Linked DNA regions of Nothobranchius furzeri: region 2 is linked to region 1. Evidence: chromatin contacts called from public Micro-C data. All regions are on one chromosome and are shown on one strand. The core of a region is the stretch at or near the end of the contact, and the rest is flanking DNA. Distances in the headings are between cores, read along the strand shown.

Region 1 (5,835 bases), core at 50-2,549:
ACATAAACACATCCAAACTAGGATTTCCGTTACTTGCTGATGACACCAGTGATCAAAAGGTGAGAAAACACCCCAAACCCTCTCCCGTTCCTCTCTTTTTGACAACACCCTTCCTCTTCAAGTCTCTAAACCCACAACCCATCTTTTCTTTTCTTTTTTCTTGCTGCTGAACTAGTTTTCATTCATCCAATTCCACTTTTGTGAAGTCCATCAGGCTGACTCCCCCTCCGGTCCCAAGCGGACGCTCCACCCTTTCCGATCATGGGTGGTGTACACTTAGTGACCAGCTGCAGCTAGGTCGTGTTCAGCAGAGTGAAATCATCCTTTTTGGACAATGACCGTAGGCTGTGCTACATGAAACTCTGCACTGATACCTTTCTGAAAATGAAGGAGCAAACAGGAGGGGTTTGGTAAAATAATCATGATCCTGTGTGAGTCAGTAATATGTAGTTAAAATGATTTAACAAGACTTCAAATACAAAACAAAAATTAAAAAATTAAAAAAACACCACAGCCTATTTAGTGGGTTGCTTTCTAAAAATAAACTCAACCAATACATTAATAATTTTATTGAAAAGCACATAAATGTTTAAATCATTTTTATGTAATGATCTCAGCAGTCAGTGACAGGAAAGTGATGAAAACAACCTGGAAAGAGTGTTGTGGACAATAAAAGAATAAAACCTGGATGGTGCAGATGGTTGACACACCCAGAGTAAGAATAGATGATGTCTGTGAAGCTGCAGCGTCGCTTTGCCTCATCTGTCTGCAACAAGCAGAATCTCGTCTATCAGGACTCGCCCGCTGGCAGCAGCCCAGCTGGCGCTTGCTCGCTGCCTCCACCTTCAAATCTCGCCCTGCCTCCATTTCTTTCCCTTTCTCTGCTCCACCGCCTTTGATAACACACAGCAGGACAGGATACCCCACCCTGAAGTTGACACACATGCACACACACACACGCAACATGATGGCAGCGCACACACTCATAGTTGACCCAAATTCCAGACAGAAAGAATGGATTCCAACATTAATGTGTTGAGCTACAAACATGGAGAGAAAACACCAGCCCATAAAACAGTCCCACACTACTGCAGCAATGTGTAAATATAGGCATCAATATTAAAGTTGAACCACAGCTAGCTGTGATTGCTGCCATCTGTATTAGTGTGTGTTGGATGGAGAGTTAGGTGTGTGTAAATTAAAGAATTACATCTGAGACAGGTAGTTTAGGCCGTGACACGGCGTTTGTGTATAAAGACACACGCCAACTGGGTCAGGAAAAAGGCGGTGCACCTGGCACACCCAAAAACACCCACTTACAAGACAAAAACAGGTGGACGCGCGCATGCACGCACACACACACACAAAAACACATTATATAACGCTAATTTGTGGTTGTGTAATTTTTACAAACTAGAAAAGCAGGTGTGTCTTTAATTACTGAAAGTCTTTGAGTGCACATCTGCAAAGGCTCGTTGCCAAAGAGGTCATAAAGAGAAACTTGTTTTGTTGTGTAGCTACCAAAGAAACATCTGAAATCCATCATCAGACGAATGACTGACGGTGCTGCATGAGTGAAGTTTCACCACCCGAGACAATAAAATAGATTCTGAATTTATTACATTCATTAAATCCTTAATCAGATTTATCTGAATTTATAGCAATTTAAAGAGATTTTATTTCAGGTATTTAGATGTTGATGTTTTTAGGAAGCAGGCTGACACTGCAGTTTCCAAACACACGTTTATAAAACCAGAGCTACAGTTTTCACCTTAATACTGATGACAAAGTGGATGCTGGCAACTGTAACATCAGGCTTAGCTTAGCAATTCCCTCCATCCAATTCACCTTGTAGCTTCTGGTTCTCTCTCTCCATCCTCTGCAGAAGGATCTGCTGCAGAATGGCCTTCCTCCAGAGCTCCCTCAACTCCTCTTTGCTCCTCTTTGTACTCTCCTCTGGCACCGCCGTCATAGGGTCTCCACTCCCACTTGCCACCGCTGGGCCCACACAAATTCGACCTCCATCCAGACAGGAATCCAGCCGCTCTGAAAGATGCATCAGATTATTACATGAAGGCCCTGAAAACAGACGCCGCTATTTCTGCCTCCGTTTGAATTCAAAACCAAGAACCCTAGTATGCAAATTAGAAAATAAAAATATTTTGAGTTTTCTTACTATTTCAAATCAGAATTTTAGCTCATAGCACATGATCAAAGCTGAAGTCAACTGGATCAAGATAAAAAAATAAAGATATAATGTAGATATAACTGTAAGCAGTGCTAATATTGTGCATGTGCAGTTTATAAAAACAAACATGGGATATGCTTGAAGAATAAATGTAGAAAAAAACAAAGGTAAAATGTACCCAAAATTATAATTTTTTGTGAACACAAAAAATTCCAAAGAATGCAAACAAATATTTGCACGTTTATTTCAGGTTGCAAAAGTCTACTCATTCTTAAGACCAGGACAACACTCTGGAATGAAAATACACACATTTTTGACCTGGGTTGTTCTCATCTAATGTTTTAAGTCCTAAACATCACATCTGATTTAAATATTTATAACATCAAATTGAGTTCTAATAAATGCAAAGTCAAATAAATTAGTCCAACGTGTCTGAAAGTTGCCTGGATGGTCTCAGATTTCTGACACTCTTGCAAACAATATAAATATATCCGAGTATAAAGATGCCTAAAATGTGTCTGTGTGACTCCACCTTAAAGTACAGGGTGGATCCCAAACCTCTAAATACTCCCGTGTTGTTTACAACATACCAACAATCCAGAAAGCACTTGCTTCTCTTTCAGTTCGTAAGAAATCATAATAGTTTGATCACTTAAGCTCGGCCACGCACGCAACGTATCTGAGCCCGGCTCAGGTATGCACACTTGATACGGATCTTTATAGTGATTCCTCCAAGAAAGCCTGGAAGTTGCCCTTGATGCACAGGCACACGTCTGCAGGTACAGGCTCAACATTATGGCACTATGAATTTGTTTTGAGATGGTTTCCAAGATACAGAATAAATAATCGTATAACTGTACTTTTAAGAAAGGTGTAGACAGGTACATATCCCATGCGCGTGCACACGCACACACACACACACACACAAACACAGGTACCCTCTGCATCTTCCCTTCTACAAACACAAACAAGTTATTTTCTGCACAAAGTGGAGCAGACCATTTCCTGAGCAAATAATGTGGCTAGAACAAACATACAAGGTGGGTGAACAAGGCTGGTGCTGTCCTCTGGCACTGCACGCGTGTGTGTGTGTGTGTGTGTGCGTGCGTGCGTGCGTGCGTGTGTGTGTGTGTGTGCGTGCGTGCGTGCGTGCGCGCGGACTGTCAACATGACCTTCATACCACCATCCCCTGCCAACACGCACGCCCCTCACACACAACACACACACACACACACCCATGACCTCATGTATGTAAGGACACACAGACACACCCAAATGAACCAAAACTTTGCGCTGCATTCAGGCAGAACAAAGCATTCATTCTGACCTGCTAAAAGCAATGGCTGTCACGGTTTTTCCGTCTACTTGGTGCAGATCTTTTCAGAACTGTGGACAGATGTCTTTCCTGTTCTTTTCATTTGAGGAGGGAAATGAACAGACCAACGCTACTTTACTCAATTCTTATAAACAACATGTTATGCAGGATGGCAGACAATCCCACATTCCACCTATTAGATACGTGAGCAAACGCTGCATGGGTGTGTGCAGAAGTTAACAGAGCTACAAACAAACCTGCAAAGAAAATAAATCCTGCTGGTGCATTATGGAGGTGGTCATAAATCCAATATTACATGAAGAACTTAGAAACTCAGACAGATTTCTGTACAATTCAAATCAATTCAATTCAAAGATACTTCATTAATCCCAGAGGGAAATTAGAGTTTCAGTACACACAATTCTGAGATCAGACATACATACAGACACATGACAAGAATTGGTGACTGTGGTCATTCGCAACCCGAGCCGCGCTACCTTAATAGAGATCAGAGGGTTTATATGAGGATTGAGTCAGGTGGAGGAAAAAAAGGTACTTCAGTTACCCTCCACAGGGAGGACAGCTTTGCTCTGCAAAAAACACCTCAGACAGAAATGCAACAGACTTCAGACATTACACAACATAAGTGTCCACTAGGTGGGGAGGTAGGGTTGGGGACTCTCCTAACATCAGTACATGCAGCTGCAATGAGCAGCGCTCGCCACCTCCGTTTGGACTGGGGAGGGAGATAATGGGTTAGAAAGCACAGTGACTCCTGGAAACGGTTCCACGACCTTCACCGGTCACAGTCCCGCCCAGGCTGGGATAGGAAGACAGAGTTGCCATGGTGACAGCAGCATTCCACATTTCTTCTGAGGGGGAGTATTCACTTCAGCCTTACAGGCTCAAGGGCACCAGATTCAGATAAGAACTTGTTTTGGGGCCAGAAAGAGATCATTTCCTCTCTGCCTTAAAGTTCTGTTGATCTCCAACCCCTCTGGATCCCAATCATGGCGTAAATTAATCTATTCCCAATCCGTGCTGTCCCGTCAACTCTCTCTGATCAAATCCATCTTCTGTGCCAGAGCCTGAATCTCAGCCAAAGTTCCAAGCTTACAACTCATCTCGACAATGATATGAGTCTGTGCGTTCACAGCGCGGTGTAACCCATCCCTGAGCTTCGGGATTGAGCCAATATTCCTGGACAGCTCATTAATTTTCCGGTGAGCCGGGTAACCGCTCAGGCCAAACCGCAAGAATCCCGACACCAACACCACGAATATCCAAACATCTTCAGAATCCTCTACAGACAGTTGAGAGAGGCAGATCAGGTTCCACTGTTTCCAGGAGTCCATGATATGTCCAACCGGATCTGTCCCAAAGGGGCACCTGGGAGCCCCTTCTCCCGTTCTCATCGTTGAGAACATTTTGTCAATCGCGTTGAGAGACCAGCTGACCAGGTCCATTTTTAATCATTTCCAGTTTCCAGAAATAATGCAGAAAGAGCCGTGCACACAAAGACAGGACAAAGAGCCTTGGGATAAGAGAGGGAGGAGAGGAGGAAAAAGCGTCTGTACTCTCCAAGAGCCGGAATGAATTAGAAAATAATTTTTTAAATGTTGCCTTCATAGATAAAAGGCAAAAGGCTTCTTTGGAGCCGGTAAATGAGGCTGTTTAGGTTCAAGTTAGGTTGTTTTTAAATAAAATTAGAATTTTCAGCCACTAAAAGGATATAAAACAAGTAGAAACTGCACACCTGGTAAAAATCAGGAATCACATAAAAATAATAAGTGTAATCGAATGTTAAGCTTGAGATTGCAGCACTTGTGATCACCAAGATTAGTAAATCTGGCTCTAACTGACTCTTAAATGAGAAAACGGGTTTCCTAATACCTACTTAAGGGTAAGACACACACACACACACACACACACCTTTATCCCAACCAACTCAGCATACAGGCTGGCACGGTGATGTATGTTTGTAAGATGGTTAAAAAAACAATTATGTTTGGAGAGCTCATCTTCAGTCATCTGGAACATCTGAGAGGTTTCACCCAAAGCCCGACTGACTTGAGATTATTTTAGCTTCATTTCAAATGTAATTCTTCTTGAGCAAAACATTCCTTTGTATATTAGCTGACGATTACAGATTATGGATGCCTGTTAGACTAAACATCTAAAATAATGTGGCATAAAGGTCAAACAGATTATTTAATGCTGACACCAGCAGAATTATAAAGGAGTTCACCAAGGATCACCAGAGAAAATTTTGAGAAAACAACAAAATTAGAAGTGGCAAATAAATAAGTTCAGACTGCATTTTTTTGGTTC
Region 2 (6,059 bases), core at 1,720-4,219, 87 kb before region 1:
TCCTGTGTGCTTGCGAAAGTGTCTCGTCAGCTCGTCTGAGCGGGCGAACTTCCACGTGCAGCCTTCCCACATGCACTTGTAGGGCTTCTCGCCTGCACAGAGAACCAATCAAATAAGACTTAGAAATGATCAGGCTGAGAGATGTTTGGTAAAAATGGCATCATCTGCATACTTTGCATTGCATCACCCCTGTTTTCCTGGTCTAGGACCAACAACTCAAATATCTAATCATGTTATAACTCCAGCAGAAACGAAGGAAAGTGTATGATTCTCTGTTAGTGCCGCTGTGCATCAGATACCATGCTACACCAGCTAGTGTTTCTAAAACAGTATGTTACCCTGAAATACCAAAATTCTGCACAGACATCATTTCTATCATCTTGACGTAACGTAGGCTGGGGTTTTCCTAGACGTGCACTAGCTTACCTTTAGGGCCAGCACAGATCTGTACTTCTTGTACACTTCTGGTTTAAGCTAATTCTGGTTTAAATAACAGAACACAGTTTTTATTTTTAATTTCCAATTAACTTGACAAAAAGGATTCTGGAAGTTGAAATTTCCAAATGCAAAATCTGATATTGCCAGCATGCATTAGCACTTAGTGATGGTGTGTTCACAGACCTTTTACAAGGACCAGATTTCTGGTTTTCAGATCACACGACCATGCTGGAAACTGGCTGGTTGTGATGACCATATTGATTGTCATGAAACTATAAAGGAACTATTCTAGGACTTTAATACAGCTGAATGTTACTTCAAAGAGGTTTTGTATGCATTTCCAGCAGAACGACACTGTTCGACATTACTTTCTTCGTGGACATGACTGGTTCTGGACCAAACTGCAAGTAAGCAGGTGTGATTCCTCTCACCGGTGTGTGTCCTGCGATGTGCTTTGAGGTGGGAGCTTTTGGTGTACACTTTGTTGCAGCCGGAGAAATCACAGCGATGAATTCTTCGCTTTTTCAGAGTGTCGGGAGAGTCAGGAGGGAGTGGGTGTTTTGCGCCAGTGGGAACTATTACTGATGGGGTTTTGCACCTAAAATAAACAGGTAGATGGAAAACACAGATCAGCTGCTTGCCATTTAACAATTCTCTAATGTGACCAGCAGATGGCACCATAGGACACAATTTACAATGTAAAAATTAAACAAGTTAAATTTCTCTCCTGAGCCAAAACAACTTCTGCCAGTCAGAAAGTTAACCCCCCCCCCCCAACCCCCCACCCCACCCCACCCTTTCTAGTCTGCCCATTTTTGTTTTTGTCCTATCACCACTGTTTCAGCTGTTTGTGTACTTCTAGAATTGTAGTGAACAACACATCACCAGTGTGTGACTACATCTCTGGATCATCGTATGTTTTCTGTAAAAGCCAAAGGTAAAGTCCACAGAATGATGTTAGAATAGATCACAAGAAGATGCAGCGTGCAGGACAGAGTGTGCCTGTGATCAGTCATATCCTGGAGGAGTTTGTTTGTGTTTGGAAGTGGCGGTTAAGAGCCGGTGAAATGTGAATCAATCCTGGTTAAAGGAATGTGCAAAATTCCCCTTCCACACCCAGATGAATACTGGTAAACCTGTCATTATCACACACACACACACACACACACACACACACACACACACACACACACACACACACACACACACAGACTTAAATGACATATTTACTGCTTGTAAAGCCAAATACATATTCGTGTGTGTGTGCGTGTGTGTGTGTGCGTGTGTGTGTGTGTGTGTGTGTGTGTGTGTGTGTGTGTGTGTGTGCGTGCGTGCGTGCGTGCGTGCGTGCGTGTGTGCGCGTGCGTGTGCGTGTGTGTGTGTGTGTGTGTGTGTGGGTCCCTTATTTCAGAGTTGGCACAGTGACAAAAACAGCCTGTAAGGACAACAACCCTGACACCTTCAGAAACGGTTGGCTTATAATCAACTTACACACACTTTTACACACTCACACTCACTCACACACACACTTACACACCAACAGATACAACTAAGTGCCAGTCTGCCTCTGACTATTACACCTAATACAAACCTACCATTAGTTATTCGAAGAAAAGCTTTAATTTAGAGAAAGATGAAACACAAATGTCACACAAACCAGACAAAAAATGCAGAAGAAGAAGAAGAAGGCAGATTATTAAAGAGAACAGAAAGTACCTGAAGGAAGGAAGGAAGAGGAGGAGGAAAAAGAAGAGGCAGGATCATATGAATTTGCATATTAGAGGTTCTTATGAGGAAACGGCAGAAAGGTGTGGCTGACGGGCAGGGAGAGGTGATAATGCTGCAGAGGAGTGACACATGCAAAACATTTCCAACATCCATGGCCAGAGCGCTGCATTTCCTCACAAACTGAACAAATATAGAAATGTGATGATCATTAACGTGGTTATTAGACAGAGGATGCTGTTGTTATGGAGCTTCGTGCATGAGCACAGATCGATGTTTTAAACAGAAAAAAGCCACATTCCTGGTTCTTAAGTGACTGACTTACTTACAAAGGCTAGCAATAAAGATGTATTAGTTCACATTTTAATGATCAGGCTAAGATGTTCACTGTTACCTTTGCATCGACATTTAGGTGGAAATAAAAAAGGGAGATACTGATCTCATAAAAGTAAATGTTATGTACCACCGCTGCTGTGTGAGCCACGAGCAAGACGAGACACGTTCTCTAGAGAAAACTAAATGTGATGTCGGGATGCAACTCGTTTACTTCGCTTCACAGACGAGCGTATTTGAGCTGATTGCCAAATAAATATGTTGATTGGATATTGCTCCAACAGGAATACATTTATTTTCATGAACTTGTTTTTCCAGAGTCGCGTAGCCATCGAGACTAGAGACAGTTTGAATCTGCCTCCCCTTCAACCGTCATGTAGAATTTCATTTATCATTCTCTCTCTCTGTTACTTACTCATAGTCAGGTGGTGTCCTGATGACTGATGATGTCATCCCGTGGCTGATCAGACGGTCTTGATGAGCGAGTTCTGGCTGAGGCTCGGTTTTGATGGTCTTGTGCAAGTCAGAGACATCCGCGGTCCTCATAGAGTGAACTGATGAAAAGAAGACATTATTTTTTCTGAACATATTAAATTCCTTGATGTGCACAAACCATCGTGTGATAATGAATTAAAAACACATGTCTCCATTTGCTCCTTTAGAAGTTATCTACATTTTAATCTCATAAAAAACATCAGAAATATACCATAAAGTACTGATTTAAAAATTCTGAATTCATCCACCAGAAAAATGTTGACTGACTTTAATGCAGAAATAGAAAATGTTCCCACCTGGTTTTCGCTCTCTGCTCAGATGGTGGTCGCTGTCGGCGGCAACCGACGAACTCACTATTAGGGGCAGGTGAAGATGAGGAGGGCAGAGGAAAGGCACCATGACCGGACCCATCACAGGGGCCATCACTGGGAAGGGCAGTGAAGGGGTGGGGGGCAGTGGTGGGAGAGCGTGGGAGGGTGGGGAGCGAGAGGAAGGGCTGTAAGGAGAAGACGGAGAGCTGAGAGGGGAGGGGGGGGAGGATGCGGAAGAGCACGGAGGGGAGGAGGAGGTGGATGAAGTGCGCCTGCTGATGGACAGGTCTACCGGCTCCTGCTGTGTCTGTGAGGGGCTGTTGGGGGTATGAGGCTGGGCAAAGGCCTGCATATGCATTCGGTAGAGGGTGCTCGGGTGGGGGAAGATCACTCCGTATGGTTCTGTTGGCACTAAGGATGAAAATGACTACAGGGGTAGGGAAGAGGACAGGAGAAGGAAGTGGTGAAGGGAGACAAAAGAACAGAGAGGTAAACATTTCCGTTCTGCCTAGAATACAATGAAAAACATGTTTCTGCAGCGCAAACAGCCAGAGTCAGTCAGAAAAAGTTTTAACTCAGCATTCTGCTGGAGAGCAGATAACTGTCCAGAGCACAGTCAGTGTGTTCATTAGCCTGGTGGTGTGTGTTTCCATTGTATGCAAATGTCTACTGTACAGCAGCATGTTTGTCCAGGAAGAACAGGAATGTGGGAACCAGTCTGTCTAGACATGTAGCAGGAGTGTGTGGAGGTGTGTGAGTGGTAGTGGAAGAGCCATCGGCGGCAAGTGGCATGTTCAGGCATGACCGAAGAACACTAAAAGCACTTCCAAGCATCTAAAGATATGATTACACACACACACACACACACATTACCGTGTTCATGTCTGTCTTTGGAGGGCGATCATACATCAACATGGTTGCACTGCAGGCCAGACTCCTACAAAATAAAGCACACAGTTGTCAAGGTACAGCTTAAAAACTCACACCACAGTTAAATCTGAGCCACTCCTGACAGTGTGAGCTGACACACTGATGATTAGTGGACTATAAACCAACCTATTAACTAATAACTCCTTCATTTATTCAATCCAAAACTTCCTGGACAATATTTCCCTTTCTGGTGTTGCTCCACCCTCCTCAGGCCCAAAACATCACGTCCTGCATGCCAGCATTGTACTGTCACCAGCATCGTGATGAAAAACAGGTCGATTAGGAAATACAAGCAGAGCTACCGGCATCTGAAGTCTTTTCCTGTTTGGCAGGAAGCTAGTTTTTTTTATAAGTACTGTTTTCCCTGTTAATGAAAACTACAAACATAAATATTTTATGACCTGCATTTTCAGTAAACTTGAGTATTTTCAGTTGTGCACTAATGAGCAAAAGGATACTTCAGATCCTCTGAATACAAAGGGTCTAAACTGAAGGACTGTGGCCCTGGAGAAGGTCTCTCAATAAATCTTACAGGTCATCAGATGACACAAGGAGCAAAGTGAAACTATTCAGTTTGTCTTGAGTGTCTGTCTTCTCTAGAGGCAGCAAAGGTCATCAGCTAAATCACTTGAAAGTGAATCTAAAACTCAAAAATAAGATTTTTCCCCCGCCACGTGAATGCAACGTTGCAAAGTAGGAATTATAATAGCATTTTCACCAGCTTGTGGACTCACAATTACAAAGTGATCATTCATAGCCTAGAAATCCTGAAAGAACGTAGCAGTAGAAACTGATTTGTTCAGCAGGTCATTTTGTTGGAACTTCTGCCGGTCCACCATTGGCCTAAACATTGTTATGTCGGGCCAATCACAGCGACTTCAGGTGGGCAATTGCATGCAGAGACACTTTAAAAGACGACTGTAGATTCCACCCTACGACAGAGCTGTATCTACGGGTCGTGACTATATATTGACACATATAGCATGGCTTGCCAGGCTAGCTAACTCACATTTACAAGTGCATCTAAGTCAATCTACACCAATAAACAGGCAGCCTTTATTCTGGTTTACATGCACAAAACCTGAACTAGCGAATGAAGTGTGTTCCATTCCGCTACGGTAGGGAATGACAAGCACCCTTTATGTCAGCGTTCTTCCATTTAGCAACATAAATAGTAAACAAATGCTGGCGGGAGTGACGCAGGTGGAGTTAAAGCAGGATACGCACATTAGCCGAAGGAATGAACAACAACAACGCTGCAGTACAGCTGATTTGGTACGTACTAGCGTCCGATGGTGTCACACGTGTTTCACTGTGGCAAAGGTATCATCAGAAGACTGCTTCTGGGATCTCGTCACTTCTAGAAGGGTGACTGTGCAACCGGTAACTGCTCAACCAGGGCTGCTAACTCTCACGCATCGAGCATGAGACACACGCATTTGACCCTCTTCACATGCTGAAGAATAAACTATTCTCACCCCGCTCTGACACCCCCACCCCCACACACACACACACACACACACACAATAGGTGAACGGGGGACAAACGGTCCTCGCGCAGACCCCAGTGTGTATACAGACAGCTCTTTTCTTATTGCTCCACAGGTGAATTGTAACATGCAGAAAGCAACATGTTTTCACAACTTCAACTAGGTTTAGACTCCGTTTTTATCTAAACAGGATTTCTGTAAAACTGTTTATGAATTTAAAATGTAAGTTGTGACGGCTAACAAACATTGTTGTCATCTTCCTCCACTTATCCGGGACCGAGTCGCGGGGGCAGCATCCCAACTAGGGCGCTCCAGACTGTCCTCTCCCCACTCCACAG

Evidence for each region. Hi-C and Micro-C count contacts between places; a contact is called where the count stands out from the background.
Region 2: a Micro-C map of tail fin shows a contact between it and region 1, with 11 times the contacts expected there. The contact joins two enhancer-like sites. A contact is called at or near these places in 2 of 2 Hi-C or Micro-C datasets (skeletal muscle and tail fin).

Annotation. Positions count from the first base shown.
Region 1 is chr7:78,895,390-78,901,224 of NfurGRZ-RIMD1, reverse strand. It overlaps tbc1d1 (TBC1 (tre-2/USP6, BUB2, cdc16) domain family, member 1), which reads right to left. Exons shown (of 21, transcript XM_070553810.1): 13 at 1,849-2,046. Among protein-coding and RNA genes, the nearest start is that of tbc1d1, 65 kb to the right of the region's middle. Within about 2 kb of position 1,299, at least 1 of the 3 cell types and tissues checked has an H3K27ac peak or open chromatin away from gene starts, as enhancers often do. A contact at or near this core is called in tail fin, where this site is marked.
Region 2 is chr7:78,984,196-78,990,254 of NfurGRZ-RIMD1, reverse strand. It overlaps klf3 (Kruppel like factor 3 (basic)), which reads right to left. Exons shown (of 6, transcript XM_070553815.1): 2 at 4,176-4,239; 3 at 3,288-3,729; 4 at 2,912-3,050; 5 at 870-1,036; 6 at 1-92. The coding sequence starts at 4,217. Among protein-coding and RNA genes, the nearest start is that of klf3, 10 kb to the right of the region's middle. Within about 2 kb of position 2,969, at least 1 of the 3 cell types and tissues checked has an H3K27ac peak or open chromatin away from gene starts, as enhancers often do. A contact at or near this core is called in tail fin, where this site is marked.